Linked DNA regions of Sus scrofa: regions 1 and 3 are each linked to region 2. Evidence: chromatin contacts called from public HiChIP or PLAC-seq data. All regions are on one chromosome and are shown on one strand. Each heading gives the region's core, a stretch centred on a gene start, on an enhancer-like site or on the middle of the called end of the contact. The rest is flanking DNA. Distances are from core to core; before and after follow the strand shown. Region 1 overlaps DNMT3L (DNA (cytosine-5)-methyltransferase 3-like). Region 2 holds the start of TRAPPC10 (trafficking protein particle complex subunit 10). Region 3 holds the start of RRP1 (ribosomal RNA processing protein 1 homolog A).

What was found. HiChIP or PLAC-seq counts read pairs in DNA pulled down with a chosen protein or histone mark.
Region 1: an H3K27ac HiChIP or PLAC-seq map of alveolar macrophages shows a contact between it and region 2. The contact joins the enhancer-like site here to the promoter of TRAPPC10 in region 2. A contact is called at or near these places in 7 of 47 Hi-C or Micro-C datasets (alveolar macrophages, embryonic fibroblasts, heart right ventricle and 4 more) and 2 of 2 datasets of contacts at active chromatin or transcription factors (alveolar macrophages and skeletal muscle).
Region 3: an H3K27ac HiChIP or PLAC-seq map of alveolar macrophages shows a contact between it and region 2. The contact joins the promoter of RRP1 here to the promoter of TRAPPC10 in region 2. A contact is called at or near these places in 2 of 5 promoter capture datasets (fetal skeletal muscle and liver) and 1 of 2 datasets of contacts at active chromatin or transcription factors (alveolar macrophages).

Annotation. Positions count from the first base shown.
Region 1 is chr13:207,126,223-207,130,466 of Sscrofa11.1, reverse strand. DNMT3L (DNA (cytosine-5)-methyltransferase 3-like) reads left to right here. Exons shown (of 15, transcript XM_021071081.1): 9 at 63-234; 10 at 1,893-1,980; 11 at 3,148-3,239. Among named protein-coding and RNA genes, the nearest start is that of ICOSLG, 12 kb to the right of the region's middle. Within about 2 kb of position 2,811, at least 13 of the 83 cell types and tissues checked have an H3K27ac peak or open chromatin away from gene starts, as enhancers often do. A contact at or near this core is called in alveolar macrophages and retroperitoneal adipose tissue, where this site is marked.
Region 2 is chr13:206,934,081-206,937,964 of Sscrofa11.1, reverse strand. It overlaps TRAPPC10 (trafficking protein particle complex subunit 10), which reads right to left and starts at 1,654. Exons shown (of 23, transcript XM_021071078.1): 1 at 1,404-1,654. The coding sequence starts at 1,470.
Region 3 is chr13:206,720,994-206,724,825 of Sscrofa11.1, reverse strand. RRP1 (ribosomal RNA processing protein 1 homolog A) reads right to left here and starts at 2,235. Exons shown (of 13, transcript XM_021071076.1): 1 at 2,005-2,235; 2 at 314-396. The coding sequence starts at 2,137.

The sequences.
Region 1 (4,244 bases), core at 1,562-4,061, 190 kb before region 2:
GATTTCACCTGGTGGCTGAGCCCAGGTCATTTCTGTCGCTGTGGTTTTCTCTTTGACTCTAGATGCTACTGTTTCGAGTGTGTCGACACCCTGGTCAGCCCCGGGACCTCGGGGAGAGTTCACACCATGAGTAACTGGGTCTGCTTCCTGTGCCTGCCCTTCCCCCGCAGCGGGCTGCTGCAGAGGAGGAGGAAGTGGCGGGCTGGGCTGAAGGCTTTCTACGACCGGGAGGCGGTGAGGGGCGCCGGGGCTGCGGACAGAACTGATGTGCTTGGTTTGCCCTGGTGACTGGGCGCAAAATGCCCAGCCGCTCTGCGCACTTAGTCAAGTCAAAGGCTTTTAAACACGGCCCTTTTCTCACCCTCTTCTTTGATGGCAGCTGCCACCAGCTGGTCTGTCTCCTGAACATTGCTGGGGCCTGGCAGCTAGGCTTCTGCCTGGGAAGGAGGCCTGGGTGGGAGGCGGGCGAGGGGCTCAGCCAGGGCGGGCCCAGAGGCCATCCAGCGGATGGAGGCCAGGAGCCAGGAGCCGGGCAGGAGCTCATCTCAGGGTGTCGAGCTGTGTGTCCCCCACAAAGAAACAGCCCAGGCCTGGTCACGGCTACCTGGGCTCCTCACTGATTGTAAAGACAGGCTCTTTGCAGACGTGACGTAGTTGAGGATCTCAGCTGAGGGAGGTCGTGCTTTTGTGCAGGGCGGTGGCTGAGGAGGAGGAGGGGGAGGCCTGGGGGACTCAGAGGCGGAGGGAGGGTGGCCACGCCGTAGGGAGGGATGGGTGCCGCTCTGGGGCAGCCTGCGGCCCACGCCGGCCAGGGGTTCTTTTCCCTGTGGTTTGTGGCCAGGCCTGTCTGGAGAGTCCCCCATGGCATTGCTGGACCCACCATGGGGGCATCCGGTGGACACCCCGCCCAGCACGCCCTGACACTGGATGGGAACAGGGCACCTGCCCTTCTTGGAGGCTCTTTCACTTGTGGCAGAAACTGTCCATCTCGGTGCAGAAAGGACCCTGGGCCACAAATGGCAGCGGGAGCGGGCGGGGGGGTGAGTTTCATGTCCAAGGGAGGAGTTGATTCTCAGGGCTGCTGTGAATGCCGGCCCAGGGCGGGGTGCAGGCTAGAGAATGCGGGGAGTCAGGACACACATCCCCAAGGGTCCATCAGGGCTGTGCCTGCGCTGGATCTGCCCTGCGCTCCTCATCTCCCGGTGCCTGCGGGCAGCCCAGCACCCCCTGCCCTTCCTCCTGCAGTCCTTGCCTGTGCTGGGCTCCAGCCATCTGCTCCGACTCCAGGCAGCCCCCCTGCTCAAGCTTGGTCTCCCATCTGCAGCTTAATGCTGTGCTCGCTGGAGGCCAGGCACCCTCTCAGTGAACCTCCTGGGGGGCACGGGCTCTGGGGGTGCCCGTTTCACACATGGACCCACAAGATGTCTGCTGGCTCGTGCCCCACGGGGGAGGGCCGCGTTACCCAGGCCTTGCCGGCACCTCCGTTGCACCCAGAGGCCAGCAGCTGGCCTGGGTGGGGTCCTCTGCCGGTCGCCTTCAGAGCCCACACAGGGGACAGGGAGGGCTCAGGTGAGTCCAGGCCTCAGAAACACAGGGAAGGGCTTCCTCTCAGGATAGAATTAGCTTCTGTCCCATCAGGGAAAGCCCCGGCACTGCCAGTCCTGTGCTGGAGATGCCTGGGTGGGGGCAGGGAGGAGGCCCCCAGCCTGGGGGTGGGGGGGCGGTCTTCTGGAGGCCTGGGGGCAGCAGTCAGGGCAGGGCCGCCCCCAGGGCACGGGTGTCTCCCTTCACGGGGAAATGCCTCTGCTGGCCCAGAAGGAACTCTCCTTGTCTCTCATGGGTGCTGTGACCCGGCAGTCATCAGAACACCGTTTTTCGAAAAATCCAAATAGGAGAGTCCCCTTGAGATGTACAAAACTGTGCCTGTGTGGAAGAGAGAGCCCGTCCGCGTGCTGTCCCTTTTTGGGGATATCAAGAAAGGTGAGTCCAGTGACATCCAAGTACCCGCACTGGAAGATGGGGCTGCCTGGAGCGAGACCCACAGGGGACCTGGTGTATGCGTGTTCGTGTGTGTGTGTGTGTGTGTGTGCGCGCGCGCGCGTGCGCACGTGTGCTAGCGTGGAAGGCAAAGGGGGGCTGGGGGCTGACCCCTGTGAAATGAGGGTCATTTTCCGGAGGTGGGGGACTTGGGGGGTTCAGGAGTACCCAGGGCTCATTCCTACAGCCTTGTAAATAAAGTGACAGAATGAGGGCCCTGGGGCCCAGGTTCTCTGCCAAGGGCAGCCGGAGGCCACCACACCTCTGACGCCTCCCTCCGCTCACCTGACCACCTTGCGGCAGCCCCCTTCCCAGGGCTGCCAGCTCCCTCCCCAGTCACCCAGCTGGCCCAGGCTGGTCCCGTGCTGCATTCCAGCCTTGCCTGGGAGTCCGAGCCCTGACAACCCCTCCACCCCCACTGGTGCCTTGGGAAATCCTTTGGATTCCTCTGGGCCCCGCAGGCATCAGAAGAATCCATGGAAAATACTGCTCGGTCTATGTCCCAGGGGCGGGGAGGATGCACCCGGCTCGCGCTGTGCAAGTACCCTGGGTAGTGCGGTCAGGGACCTCCGTCACACCCGAGTTGTGGACCCGGCCCGAGACGCACCATCGGAAGCAGCTTGGCCCTGAAGGCACCCAGGGGTCATGGCCCACGGCCGCCCAGCCTTCCGGGCGCTACCCAGCCATCATCCTTTGTTCAGTGTAGGAGGTCCTTTCTGGGCTGGGCTTCCACCCCTGCCGCCAGCCGTGTCACAGCCTGGCCGAGCGATATCCGTGTGGGCTGCCACCCCCCCGGGGTTTCCTAACCTAGAAAGTGACACTGCAGCCAGGGAGGCCTGGCCTGGCCACGCACCGCTGACTTTCTGAAGTCACCCCTCGGAGAGTTTGGTTGCGTAATAAGTGATAACGCAGCCGATGTCGTCAGTCTTGGTTCCCTGTCACGTCCCTGGAAAGACGAAGGGTGAGTGCGCCGCCACGCGCTAGGGGAGCTCTGTCCCCACACACACAGGGGTCGAAAGACAGGCGTGTTTTCTGATCAAGCGCTGGTCCTTTGGGCCTGCGTGGGGTCACGGCCAGCGGCAGCCCTCCTGGGTCCTCTTTGCTCCCCAGCAGAGCTGATGAGTTTGGGCTTCTTGGAAAACGGTTCTGAGGCGGGAACGCGGAGGCACTTGGACGATGTCACCAACGTGGTGAGAAGGGAGGTGAGTGCCGCTGGTGCCTGCGGGCGGCGAGGCGAAAGCGGGCTGGACGGGTCCTCCAGGGGCGCTGCTGGGACCTGGGGAGGGGCGGGGCAGCCCCCAGCAGGGCCGACGTGGGGGGGGGCGGTCAGGCAGGAGTCGACCCGCAGTGGGAGAGAGGAGAGGGGCAACTGCACGGCCCCCAACTGCCCGGGAGGGCGCTCAGCCCCCTGCCCCCCTAAACAAAGCGCCGAGGGTTTGAAGACATCCTCCGAGTGCTCGGGCTCCTCGAAGCCCACTCCTTCCTGCCGTCCTGGACGGCGGCCTTGGAGGAAGGGCCTGAAAACGCCTCAGCAGCACCCAGCTCCGGCCCGGGCTGTCACTGCAGAAGGGAGAGGGCCGGGGCGCCTCCTCCTGTGGCCTTGGGACCGGAGGGCCCTGGTCCCTCGACCCCACACAGACACAGCCTCTCACCTGGACAGAGGGTCTAAGGGGCCAGAGCGGTGAGGAAAAAGCCAGCGTGGGGGGCCTGCTCTGCCCCTGGGACTGAGTCCGGGGTGGCACCCCCCCACCCCACCCCGAGCCTGAGAAGGCCCCTCCGTCACGCCCCCCGCAAAGCCCAGGACAGTGTCTTTGCGCCCTCTCCCCCCGCTCCCCCGCTGTGCCCTTCAGACGCCCCACCGGGAGCATTTTGGGAGCTCACCCCAGGCCCAGCGGGGGCCTCCCTCGCAGGGAGGAGGTCGGTAGGGGATGGGATGGTGACACGAGGGCCCCCGAGCAGCAGAGATGGGACAGGCCCTGGCTCAGCCGACACCCCATTAATGAGCTTGCGTCCAGCGCCCTCAAGAGCCATGCTGACCACACTCTTTCCCGAGGGCCTGCGAAGCGGGCTTTCCTGCGGTGCTGCCCCTCCTAGAGATGCGGGCCACCTGCTCCCGCATCTGCGGGCCACCTGGCGGCGGTTCGGGGGGATTTCAGGGGCACCCCAGCGGGTTTCCTCCAGGACCCTGCTTCCTTCCCGGCGTTTCC
Region 2 (3,884 bases), core at 405-2,904:
CACCTGACAGAAGACCACCTGGAGCCCGGCCCTCCTCCCCGAGGCCATGGACAGCACCTGCCAAGGGCACAGCCTCCTCATCAGCTCTACACACCCCCAGTTCTCTGGGACGGAAGGTGTGGTCTTGGGTAAGCCTTTCAGTTGCCCAGTGTCCCAGTGAAGAGAGAAAACAGCTTTGCTGAACTACGCAAGTGTCCAAGTTTAGAGGCGACACAGTCCATTTCCCTAAGAAAGTTTAGCAGCTAAAGATAAAGCAACAAACTTAAACTTTAAATATACAATTTCTCAGGGACTTGACAAGAGGAGGCATAAGGAGTATCCACTATTCACAAAAAAAAGGGGGGGGGGGAGAAACAGGAGTTGTCAAAACCTACAGAACGATCCACTGTGGCCTAAGTGCCCAGATTTTGCTATAGGAAGACTGCTTCCTTTCAAAGCACGGAAGGCTATTTGAAAAAACTCACTGAAGATGAGAACACTGTCAAAAGTCAAAAATCCTACCCGTGCAACAAACCTCTCCGCAAACCATTAAAATGTCAGCCAATATTTCAACGCTTGCCATAAGCTCAGTGCTTGTGAAAGTATTTCATTCTAAAGCTACAACTGGAGGAATCAGAGGAAGTTTTTTCCGTAAAAGAAAAACAATTCCTTTGGGCAGGCATAGACGCAGCCCCCAAACAAAACCCTAAAAACCCTACACCCACCCACCTAGCAGTCCAGAGCGTGGATGAGCGCCCCAACCTTAACGGCCTCGTCGGTAAAGTGGGTTTCTGCTCTGCACCAGCGCCTCGGCGGGGCCTGCGGGGAAGAGCCAAGGAGGCCGCCCGTGCAGCGGGTCTCGGCTCGCAGCGCCTCGCCGTCGGGGCCGTCGTGCCCCAGCAAGTGCGTCTGTGCCGCGCTCCGACGGACCCCTGCGTCCCACTATCCACCGCTTTACTGAAGTGCAAACCCACGTCTTCCAACACGATGCCCGCACGCAAACTTCGTCCACGCTCGCAGCCAGAGAACCCACGTCGGGACCGGGGGCACCGTGCGCCGGGGGGAGATCGTCTCCGCTGGAGTCAGGACGGGCCCCGGGCGCGGGGCGAGCTGCCTGGCCTGCGGCCGGACGGGGCGCGCCCTCCATGCCGGGCGCACCGCGTCACCGGCGCGGTCCACCTGCAGCGGGACAACCCGGGAGGGCGTCCGCGCTGAGGTCGGAGGTCGGCCCCGGAGAGGTCGAAGGTCGCCTGCGGGTTCAGAGGCCCCGCCGCCGCCGCCGCCGCCGCCCCGGCCACACCTCCATTCCAGGAAGCGACCGGGCCAGGAGAGCGGGGGCCGGGCCGCGGGGGCCGAGGGGTCGGGGACCCGGGCCGGGCTGCCCGCCGCGGCCGCCGCCCCCTCCCGCGCTGCCGGGCACTCACAGGTGACGATGGGCTTGTTCTCCATGGTGTAGATCACCGGCGGCAGCGGCTCCTCAGGGGCGTCCATGGGCGTCCGGCGTCACCGGCCCGGTCCCCCGCGCCCCATGGGCAGCCCGAGGCCGCGGGGGGCCAGCCCGAGGCTGAGAGACGCCGCGGCCCCGACAGCGACGCCCGCCGGGCCGCGCGAGGCAGCTGCACAGCCGCCCGCCGTCGCCGCTGCCGCCGCCGCCGCCGCCCGCCGCATCCACTTCCGGCGCCGGCGCGCGGCGCTACCGCTTCCGGGGCGCGCGGCTGAAAGGGGCGGCCCTTCCGCCCCGCGGGCGCCCTCCGGCGACGGAAAGGCGGCAGCGGCTGCGCGCGTCTCGGCGGAGGTTCCCTTTGCGCCTCGGCGGCCGAAGCCCGCGCGGGTCCCGCGCCGTGGGGGCTTCACGGCGGGGAGCTTCCCCCCAGGCCGGCGCCCTCGGGCAGACGGGCAGGGCTGGCTTGAGGGGGGCAGCCGGGACGCGCCGCGGGGCGCCCACGAGCACTGCCCACCACTCCCCCACCCCTGCCCCCAGTGCCCGACGCCGAGGACGCCCCGGGGGTCGCCGTCAGCCCGTGCGCACACGGGCACCGCCCGCCCTGGGGTCACTGGCCACACCAAGGGGACTCGCCCGTGTGGGATCGCCCGTGTGGGACTGTTGCCCATTAGCTAGCCTGGTGACTTGGCCGGAGGCCGGAGGCCTGGGTCAAGTCAGGGAGTCAGTGAAGACACCGGGTTAATTCCCATCACTGAGCTCAATGGCAGTCACACCCTTTGCAGAACCCTTGGTCTTGGTTTGTTGGTTTTGCTATACTGGTTTTAAGAAATAATGTTGTTTCCATGAAGAAGGACGAGAGCATACAACTTCTCAGTACAACCAAAGACCCTCCCGCACCACGATTCCTCCTCTGTGCTGGCCTGACAGCCGAATTTCACTAAGTCCCCCCCATAGTTGGAAGGAAGCACCTCTCTTGAGTTTCCACAAGGCTAGTTTCCTGTCTCCGTGACACTAAAGTTCCCGAATAAGGGACTGCCGCTGACTTGTGTCCCAACCCTTCCCCACCCCTAGCCACCCAGAGCCTCCCAGGGAGTAGGTACCTCCTGGGAACGCCACAAAACACAATCCGACTTTAGCTGCACCTCCATGTCTTAGGCAAGGAGAGTAGGTGTGGGGTAACCTTTGCAAATGAAGTAAAGGCAACACGAGTGAAATTGTTTGTGAACACAGCTGCTGAATGTGCATAGTGCACTGTGGCCAGGGTAAGAGGCAAAGGTCAGAGTTGAGGGCAGCTGGAGCCTGTGAGACAGAGCCCTGGCGGGGAAGGAGCTGAGGATGGAGGACCAGAAATCCGGGGTGGGGGTGTCCTCTTTAGCCTTTGGCTTCAGCTGGGCTCAGCACTCGCTGGGTGAGATTCCATAGGACTTAACAGGAAGTGGTGTCGTGGAGTCAAGAATGGCACAAAGGCTGGAGACCCAGCCAGCCTAGAGGAACAGCCTGGTTGATGCTCTCAATACCCAGGGCATTCAGCTGAGACACTAGGTTGAGGCCAGATCAGTGCTCTAGCTCTGCAGGCCACATACAGTCTTGGTCGTACATTTTTCTTTGGCTTTTTAAATTTTAAAATGTAAAAGCCATTCTTAGCTGAAGGGTCATGTGGAAACAGGGCGTGGCCTAAACGTGGCATTGAGTCACAGACTGCTGACCTTTACCCTAAAATATGGCCTCCGCTACACTGGCCTTAACAGAGTGTCAAGGTCTGCAAGAGAGACAGAGTTTGGACACTGAATCCTGCCAAGGTGGAGGGGTTCGGGGCCACCGTGGACAGTCCTCAGATCCAACCTAACAGAGTTTAAAACTAAGCCCATAAAAAGTCAGAGTGAACTGCCAGCTAACAGAAGTCAAGACTCTTCGGTGAGGGATGGTCCAGAGTCACTACGACTTATGATTCAGCAAATGCCCGATATACGTGAAAAATTGACTGGACACTCATGAGCCAGATGGGAGCTCCTGTCATGGCTCAGCAGTGAAGAAACTGACGAGTATCCATGAGGATGGGGGTTTGATCCCTGGCCTCACGTCGTGGGTTAAGGATCTGGCGTTGCTGTGGCTGTGGTGTAGGCCAGCAACTACAGCTCCAATTTAACCCCTCGCCTGGGAACTTCCATGTACCACAGAGGAGGCCCTAAAAGAAACAAAAATTAAAATTAAAACTAAAATACCAGAATGTCTAAACCATAGTCAAGAAAAAAGTAGTCAATAGAAACCAACTCCCAGGTGGCCCAGATGTTTTATTTACGCATAAAGACTATAAAGCAGCTATAATAAGTGTGTTCAAAGAATCGAGTGAAAGTTGAATAAAGAGGAACTCACAGCAGAGTAATAGAAAGCGTAAAACGAATCCAATGAAAGGGCAAAGGAGTCGGCGATCCTGAGAACAGGATCAACACAAGTTATTTAC
Region 3 (3,832 bases), core at 986-3,485, 210 kb after region 2:
GAGAACACCTGCCTCAGAAGACTTGGGTTCTGTCCCTCAGCTCCCAGCATTTCGGTGCTCAGTGAAACAGACCAATGGCTGTTTCACCGGTGACCACACTGGCAAGGAGCAGTGTCGCTGCAGTGCTCAAGTCAGCAGTCTAACACCCGCTGCACCCAAAGGCCCTGGCCCCTCTGCCTACATACGTAAATATATACTAAAGCTACAAATCTCGGCCCAGCGTGTTTGCTGTGGTCAAAAGGGGCCAACATCTGCTCACGGTGCCTCACTGTAGCTGCTGCCTCAGCCCCTCACCGCCTTCCCCTCCCCTCACCTGGAGGAGTGGCTTGTCCTGCATCCACATGCAGTAAAACAGGCCTTTCCACACCTTCAGCAGCTCATCATGTGTGAAGCTACCTGCAACACAAACAGACCAACCATTTATTTATTTAGTTCGACTTTTTAGGGGCCGTACCTGCAGCATATGGAGGGTCCCAGGCTAGGGGTCTAATCAGAGCTACAGCTGCCAGGCTACACCACAGCCACAGCAATGCCGGATCTGAGCTGCATCTGTGACCTGCACCACAGTTCATGGCAATGCCGGATCCTTAACCCACTGAGCGAGGCCAGGGATTGAACCTGCAACTTCATGGACACTAATCAGGTTCGTGACTGCTGAGCCACAACCGGAACTCCTGAACCCAACCTTCTAGAGCCAGAACACAGCCAGAGAAAATGTGACGGCCTGAATCAGACCCAGGTCCTCTTACTGTAATGGTACCTCTCCCTACCCCCCATCGTCCCAGCCATCTCCCTAACCCAGAACCTGCTGGCCTAGGGCTGGAGGGACCCCCCAGGGCACAGGTTCATTCATTCTGTGAACACTGACAGATCTTCAAGCACCAGGCACAGTACTCCACTTTCACAGATTCAAAGCTGACGGAGCCACCATTTCCTAGGCTGGATGGTAGCTACACAGGCAAACGTGTTGGCAACAATTCGCCCAGTGTCACACCAGAGATCTATGATTTTTCTTTGTTTGTCTATTGTCTTTTTACGGCCGCACCCATGGCATATGGACGTTCTCAAGCTAAGGGTCAAATCCAAGCTGCAGCTGCCGGCCGACACCACAGCCACAGCAATGAGAGATTAGAGCTACATCTGTGACCTACACCTCAGTTCATGGCAATGCCGGATCCTTAACCCACTGAGCCAGGCCAGGGATCAAACCTGCATCTTATGGATACCAGCTGGGTTCTTAACCTGTTGAGCCACAAAGGGAACTCCCGCTTTTCAAATCTTCAATTACAAGTTAGCTACTTCAGACTAGTTATGAAAGCGGATGTATAAAGTCACTCACTGGGAACACACTGGGGTCCTGACTACGGTGTCTGGCAATGTTCCTGGGCAATGGTTCTCAGACTTTAGCAAAAGGATCCCATCACCCAGAGGGTTTCTTAAAACACACTCTTGGCCCACCTGCCAAGAATCTGCATTTCTAACAAATGACCAGCTGCAGCTGGAGTCACATTTTGAGAACCACTGTTATATAGAACGCTTAAGAAGCACGTTCTCTGAGCAGCGCAAACCACAGTGAAACTCGGACACGAGAGAAAACCTCCAACACTGAAAAATGCCGCTCTGAGGGGAAAATAAACGGTGCCCAAACAGTGGGTACCAGGGATAGCGGGATATATGGACTGAGGGCTGGGAAGGGGGACTGGTTCCCAGAGAAGGCAGGTCTGAGCTGGGAAAAGGAGCTAAGGGGCTGGGGAGCGGGAGTCCACGCTGAGGGACACGCGGTCACCGCAACACAAAGTGAGCGCCGAGAACCTTCAAAGCAGCGAGGGTGGGCGGCAAGCGGGTGGAAGCACCCACGCAGGCCCCGCGCGCACGGCCCGACCACGTGGAAGACCCACGCCGTTGGAAGGGGCCGGGGCCGCGGACGCCCCGCGTCCCCCTGCCCGCCAGGCCCCTCAGGCCCCCCCGGCCCCCTCCGCCCCCAACTCGCCGAACCGCGCCCACCTTCGGCCCGCTGCGTCCTGGCGACGATGTATTTCCGGAGCTTCCTCACCGCCCGGTCCCGGGTCACCTGTTCGTTCCCCGCCAGGCGCTGCGCCAGCTGGATCTCGGGCGGAAGCTGCACCCGCGGACCCATAGCGACCGCGTGGAGACCCCTCAACCTCCGCTACCGCACCGCTTCGCCTGGGCGCGCGGCGTGATGTCACAGCCTGCGCGGGCCTAGCTCCGGCGCGGAGTCTGACGTCACCGGGCCGCGCCGGCCTCGCCGGGGCCTACGCCACCACCTCCTAGTGGCCGTGGCCCGCAACGACAATGCCGCGTCAGTGTTGGCGGACTTTCACTCTGGACCCTGGGTATTAAAGGGATGTCCTTAAGCGTTTGCCCGCCTTTTATTATTATTATTATTATTATATTATTTTGCTGAGGGTGGGTGGCTGTAGTTCACCCCCAGCTGCTGACGGAAGGCCCTGCCTTAGCAGTGAATGTCAGGGAGCAGAGACAGAGGAGCGGTGGAGGTGGAGGTGGCGGAAGACCCTGCGCAGCCTCCAGTGAATCGTTGGTTCCGAGAAGGTCCTGAGAAAATGCCCCAACAGGGAAACGAATCCGACTGGGAACCGTGAGACTGAGGGTTCGATCCCTGGCCTCGCTCCGTGGGTTAAGGATCCAGTTGTTGCTGTGGCTGTGATGTAGCCCAGCAGCTGCAGCTCTGATTCAACACCCTAGCCTAGAACTTCCATGTGCTCGGGGTGCGACTCTAAAAACCAAAGAAAGAAAAAGAAAGTGCCACAACAGCCCAGGGAAGTGGTCAGGGACCGGGTTTGTGGGACGGTCCCGCCACCTGCAGTGGTGTGCCACCGCTGGCGGGCACCCCAACCCTGCAGCAGCACAGGTGGGGTGGGCTGCTCTGACCTCGTCCAGCCTGTTGGAGTGCACCCCAGCTTCAGGACATGGAGGAAGGCCCGTCGAGGAGGCAATCTGGATCCCAGCCCTGAGAGTCCGACTTTCTTCACAGTTACGCCATGAAGGCAGGCATGGGTGAAGCATGTGTAAAGGGGGGGGTGCAATATGCAAATCTCGATTGGGTCCTGGTTTATTTATTTTTGCTTTCTAGGGCCGCACCCGTGGCATATGGAAGGTCCCAGGCCATAGCCACAGCCACAGCAACGCTAGATCTGAGCCGCGTCTGTGACCTACACCACAGTTCAGGGCAATGCTGGATCCTTCACCCACCCAGCAAGGCCAGAGATGGAACCTGCATCCCCAAGGATCCTAGTCAGGTCCGTTACTGCTGAGCCATGATGACCCTGGATCCTGGTTTTTTAAAAAGCTAAAAATTCACTTGGGGAGTTCTGGCTGAGGCCCAACAGGATCAGGTGCACCTCTGGAGGGCTGGGGTACAGGTTCCATCTCTGGGGGCCACAGTGGGCTAAGGATCTGGCAGTCTCAGCTTGGATCCCTGGCCCAGGAACTCTATATGCTGCTGAGTGGGAAAAATATATATATTTTGGGGTCCTTTGGGAATGACTGGGAGAGCTTGCTCATAGGCTAGACGTTAGTCTACACTGCAGAAGAGCTGTTGTCTTAGGGGTGACGGTAGTGTTTGGGAGAATGGGCCTCAGCCGACTCTTTCTGTAAAGGGCCATGTGTCGGGGGAGCAGCAGGACTGAGGAAGACTCATGGATGTGATTAATTATGGCAAAAGGGGGAGTTCCCATCGTGGCGAAGTGGGTTAACAAATCCAACTAGGAACCATGAGGTTGCAGGTTCCATCCCTGGCCTTGCTCCATGGGTTAAGGATCCGGCGTTGCCCTGAGCTGTGGTGTACGTCTCA